Regions from separate parts of the Zea mays genome. Here region 1 is linked to region 2. Evidence: chromatin contacts called from public Hi-C data. All regions are on one chromosome and are shown on one strand. The core of a region is the stretch at or near the end of the contact, and the rest is flanking DNA. Distances in the headings are between cores, read along the strand shown. Region 1 holds the start of LOC100274743. Region 2 has its middle 17 kb from the start of LOC100273107.

Region 1 (2,792 bases), core at 221-2,720, 140 kb before region 2:
TCGTTTATAATATTGAAAATGGAAATGATTTTATGATAACATTTAAGTATTTTCATATCTCATGATTTATATGAATGCTTCGTTCCTCATTGTCACGCTTACGAAGCTACGTCCTTCGTAACCTTCGTCCGAGATGCTTTATATTCCAAAGGGATATAATGTTATGGAGGACGAAGGACTTTTACACTTAACATTTTCTATGTTGCCTTGTTCTTAATTCTTAGCATTTGAGAACAAGTCCCCAACAGGAACGATAGTCGAATGAAATTTGTTAGGGTGAGTGGAATATGTTCCTTTTATATTCATAAGATTCATTCCAGTTACATAATAATAAATTGGTGTTTTGTTCTCTTATGTCTTATGTGTAGGATGCAAAGATTTTTCGGAGGAACTTTATTATCGAGCTGTTAAGGGCCCCTTTGGTAGGGCTTATTTTTCAGCTTCGGCTCTGGCTCATGCAAAAGTTGTGCCAAACACCTCTTTTTCAAATGGCTTCACCAGTCATGAGCCAAAAAAGTGGCTCACCCGGCTTCAGCTCACGTCATTTTTGCACAATAGCCCTCCCACCAGTCCAAATTATTTTTTTTGGTCCTGCCCTCAATCCCTAGCCACGCACAATAGCCCTCCCACCAGTCCAAACTATACAAGGGTCTTTCTGAAAAACAACCTATAAGCCGTTTTGCCAAATGATTTTTCAGAATGGCTTTGGCTCATCTAAAGAAGTGGCTTCACCTCGTGAGCCAGAGCCAAAGCCGTTTTTGGAGAAGCCAGAGCCCTGCCAAAGGGGCCCTAAGTTACGAGGATAATTCGTGCAGATATGTCATCCATACAAACATACAACAGAGAGTTAACAATATTGTTAAAAAGATTAGCTTAGTGTACAAGGTGTCAACATAATTGGTTATGATTAAGCATTATATATTTACTCTTTAAAAATTATTTGTGCGATTCTATTTCAATCTATTTGAGTAGACATATTTATATCGTTCAGTATCTATGTTTAATCACGGATTTTGTCATCACTATTGTACTCACGCTGTCCGTCGTCAGGGCCCTAAGTCCATTGAAGGGTCGCAATTTGTGTTCCGTGGTATCGTACGAGCACGTTCCTAGTGTATAAATAAGTACACAATCAATTAATAAATTTAACACTGTTTTCTTAACACTATTCATCATCTTAAACAATCTTGATTTCAACAGTGTTTTACACTTTTACCTATATAAATTAGAGCTACGGCACTCCGAGTCCGGAAAGCGAACAACCGGAGAACCATCAGATCATGCTCGACGAGAGCCGCAGTCAGTCAGACACAGGCTGTGTCACACACACAGCACTTCCCAACGAATCCCGTCCGTACGATCAAAAAAGAGCGATATCTGATGAGACAGTCGTGGTGGTGTTGCTGGTGGACCCGTTCAAAACCGCCCAGCTCAGCACAGCGGGTAGTCGACTCCGTTTCGCTTCCCCTTCCATTCCTCTTCTCTCCCCCGGCCTTTTCCCCTTCTCTTCCCTCGTTCGAAGAAGCTCGCAGCAGCCGCCTAATCCAGCGGCAGTTGAGGATGGCGGCGGCGCCGCCGCCGCCGCCGGACGGGCAGGAGAAGGTGATCGCGGCGGCGCAGCACATCGTCAAGTCGCTCGCGAACTCCAAGAACGCCGCCGACGACATGATCCGCATCCTCTCTCGCTTCGACAACCGCTTCTCGCTCATGTCCGACCTCTTCCCTCCTCCCCCTACCGCCGTCGATTCCATACTGGAGGCGGACGAGGGGACCTCTCAGGGGGAAGGGGACGAGCCCGATCTCGACCCCGAAGGCGACGCGGCGGCCCGCGCCGAGGCGGAGTGGGACGCGGCGGCCGAGGTGGTTGAGCGCTGGGAGTCCCCCACCGCCGACGCGCTGGTGTTCGACTCGCGGGAGGGCGAGGAGTACCTCGCCGCGGCCGCCTGCCTCACGGGCGCGCCGGGCCCGCGCGCCGAGGCCGCGCTGCAGACCGCCATGGCGCGGCTCGAGGACGAGTTCCGCCACCTGCTCATCCGCGGCGCGCCGCCACTTGCCGCGGAGGACCTCCAGGTCTCGCTCCTCCGCCGACTCTCGCTCACGGTACCCTCCTTCAACTCCTCCGCCGTAGACCTAGACTGCCCCTCCTTTGCCCAACACCACGCCGCCGTCGCCGCCGAGGGGGTAAACGAGCAGCAGGGCGGCAGGAGTTCCGCCTCCGACGACGAGATCTCGCCCTACCTCATCGCCCCGGACACCGTCAGCGTCCTCAGGGACATCGCCGACGTCATGCTGCGCGCCGGCTACGCGCCCGAGCTGTGCCAGGTATACGGGGAGGTGCGCCGGGACACGCTCATGGAATGCCTTGCCGTGCTCGGGGTCGACAAGATGAGCCTCGAGGAGGTGCAGCGGGTGGAGTGGGGCGTGCTTGACGGCAAGATGAGGAAGTGGATCCAGGCGCTCAAGGTCGTCGTCCGGGGCCTCCTTGCTGAGGAGCGCCGTATCTGCAGGCAGATCCTTTCGCCGGACATGAACACTGAGGAGGAGTGCTTCACTCAGGCGGCCAAGGGTTGTGTCCTGCAGATGCTGAACTTTGGTGACGCCATTGCGATTGGGAAGAGGTCCACCGAGAAGCTGTTCCGCATCCTTGGTATGTATGAGGCGCTCGCTGAGGTGCTGCCAGAGCTTGAGGGTTTGTTCTCGGGTGATGCAAAGAATTTCATCAAGGAGGAGGCCGAGGGAATACTCTTGCGGCTTGGGGATGCAGTGTGTGGCACGATCGAAGAGTTTGCTAA
Region 2 (2,872 bases), core at 81-2,580:
TCTTTAGCCCCGGTTGAGTACCCGGCGAGTCTACCGCTAGTCAACTCATCAACGGCCGGCAGCTGCCGCGAGCCCGGCAGGCACCGCCGTGGTGTCACGGCCGGCGTAAAAATAATAGTAATGCGGATCAGCGTTGTCGGGACCGGTTTAAGGCGGCGCGCGTGGGTTGGCTGCATGATTAGGGCGCTCGGGTCAACACTGTTGTCGGGTGGGTTAGCGTGAGGGAGAGGGAAAAGCCAAGATGGCATGGCCGGCCTGCTAGCTAGCTGCTGATTATAACCTGGCGATTAGCGGAGCAAGACCTGCTAGTAGCCTAATCGCTCTTAGCTTCGTGTCCTTGTGTATTGTATTAATTATACTCCGTAGATATATAGACGATCATATGGATGGATGGATGCATGCTGCTCGCTCGCTCGCTGCTTCTTCCGGTGGCGTGTATTTGCAGTTGCAGGTAGGGAGGATGTCATGTGACGTACTATTTGTGAGTCGGGGACAGTTGTGCGTCTGATGTTGCCTTGCTTGTGGATTTAGAGCGTCCTATTTCTACGAGTCATCGAGGCATGCTTTCCAATCATTCTTCGACTTAATTATCGGAGAGGGCAGGCACATATGGATTATTGGAGAAAAATATCTATATAGCTTGCTGCACTGAACCTTGATGTTTGGAATATAGTGGTTAATTAATCTGAAAGCTGAAGGTCCACCCCAATAAAAGAAACACTACTAGCTACAATAAGCTCCTCTTAGCTTATGCACGCAACTCTTCTCTACTCAGGGGCAGTGTCAACGCTATTATGGAAGCCCCAGACCCTTTTAAAAGCACAAAGAACAGCGTCGTCAGTCGCATGCACATCGGCCTCTCGGAGATGGATGATGAAGAAAGAGATGAGCCCGACTGCCGCATGGTTTCAGGTTAGAGGCACGCACGCACGCACGCAGGTGTTATGCTGGTTTGGAGACAAATCATCATTGGAGCAGAAAAAAAAAGGCAAGCGACAGAAGAATGATCCGGAACACACGGGAACTCTTTCAAGATAGATAGATGGGTGTGGTGTAGAGTAGAGAAACTACTGCTATCAAACGGATAAGCATATCGGGTTGCATGGCAGCGATAGTTGCCTGACAGAGAACAGCGATACGGCTGTCTGACCACAGAGCAGCAAGATAGCTACCGCTCACAGAGTCACGCTCACGGATCTAGAAGAAGCTGCTCTCTCGTCAGCCAAGCAGCCTCGGTTTGTTCTTGTGAGAAAGGGCCGTGTCATGGGCGATAATACAATACGGAGCCCATCTGCCATGCAGCCCGTTTTCTGGCGGCTTCAACCATGCGCGCACCAGCCCAAGCGCGTCGGGCTTCCGGCCCACGCCGGACAGTGTACCCCCCGGACAGCAGGCAGCAGCACGTAACGGCCCTCCTGCGCGTGCAGGCACGGCGACGGCGGCATAAAAAAATCGGCCAATGTCACCGCTGAACACACCCACCTCTTCTACCCTACAAACAACGTAGTTAAACGCAGCAGCTGAACAAACCAAATAGTGCTCTTCTTCGCCTTCTTGCATTTGCGGATGAGATCAAGAATTTGCAGTTGTCGCCTGACAAGCTCTTTGTTGTGCTGCGTCGTCTGCACAAGGTACTAGTACAACGCTGAATTCTTTCCCACAGGACCCCGACCCCGGAGATTTTCGAAGCACAACATACCAACTTAGGGCTTGTTCGTTTCGTCGTTAATCCATGTGGATTGAGTGGTATTGAATCGGATTAAATCCATAACAAGTCAAAATCTATTCCAATCCATCCCAATACACACAAATCCACATGGAATTGAAACAACCGAACAAGGCCTTAGCTTGGTTTATTCTTTCAGGCTTGTTCGTTTTGCTATTAACCCATGTGAATTGAGTAGGATTGAGTTGGTTTAAATCCGTCTCAATCCTGTCCAATACACTCCAATCCATATGGATTAGCATAACCGAACAAGGCCTCACGTGGGAGCTTTCGGCATTAGATCTGATAAACAATCCGCATTTCACTAACAAACAAATGGAGAGCTTGCAACCGAGTGAGCTATTAGGGCACCTCTGGGTACAAGAGCACAAAGACCTCATTGATCAGTATATGGAGTGGAGACATATGTGGACTTTTCATGAAGACTTGTGGTTTCATGCCCCAGGACAGGAACCATCATGTTTGGCGGTGCTTCAGCCATTCCTCCAACAGTGTCAGGATTAACTGCCAGTTCAACACAACTTTATTCTAATCAGCAGCACTGGAAAGTGGAAGACCCTCGGCTTCATAAGGTGGTGAGGCAAACGACAGGGTTATCCTAGCTTATCAGGTGCACTTTGAGAGATCCAGGAAGGTTCAACAACAGTATTGTTGGATCACCCCCTAAGGTGCTGGGGCACAGTTGAGGGAAATTTTTAAAGGATGAATTGGAACTGGTTAGGAGAAGTAAACATGTCACAAAACATCTTTCCAATCCCATGTTCTGCTGCTAGCAATACTTTTTGTATGTTCTTAGCTTCCTATTTGGGCTCTTAATGTTGTGGTTGATATCATCCTCGCACACTTTCACACCACATACATAATAAAAAAGAGGGCCAGTACGCGAGCCAATATTCATCGGTAGACTCATCTCTCATACAAACACCAGGGATATATGATCTAGTCTCTAACGCAGCCAGTGAAGGGAAATATTGTCACCTCCGCTCAACAACCTCACCCTCTTCGATCAAGCAGCGATGCCCTAATGGCTTCTCCATCGAAAAGCGAAGTATAACATGTATTCTACCACATCTAGTGGCTAGAACTAGAGCACCAGCTCGCTTTCCTAGTTCTAAAAACGGTACCATAGCAAGTTTGTGCCTAGGA

Evidence for each region. A called contact is a pair of places that touch in the nucleus more often than the background predicts.
Region 1: a Hi-C map of ear shows a contact between it and region 2, with 2.7 times the contacts expected there. The contact joins the promoter of LOC100274743 here to the enhancer-like site in region 2. A contact is called at or near these places in 2 of 25 Hi-C or Micro-C datasets (ear and leaf).

What each region holds. Positions count from the first base shown.
Region 1 is chr3:162,129,145-162,131,936 of Zm-B73-REFERENCE-NAM-5.0, reverse strand. It overlaps LOC100274743, which reads left to right and starts at 1,470. Exons shown (of 2, transcript NM_001360650.1): 1 at 1,470-2,792. The coding sequence starts at 1,561.
Region 2 is chr3:161,984,854-161,987,725 of Zm-B73-REFERENCE-NAM-5.0, reverse strand. No RefSeq gene overlaps it. Among protein-coding and RNA genes, the nearest start is that of LOC100273107, 17 kb to the left of the region's middle. Within about 2 kb of position 1,330, at least 19 of the 20 cell types and tissues checked have an H3K27ac peak or open chromatin away from gene starts, as enhancers often do. A contact at or near this core is called in ear and leaf, where this site is marked.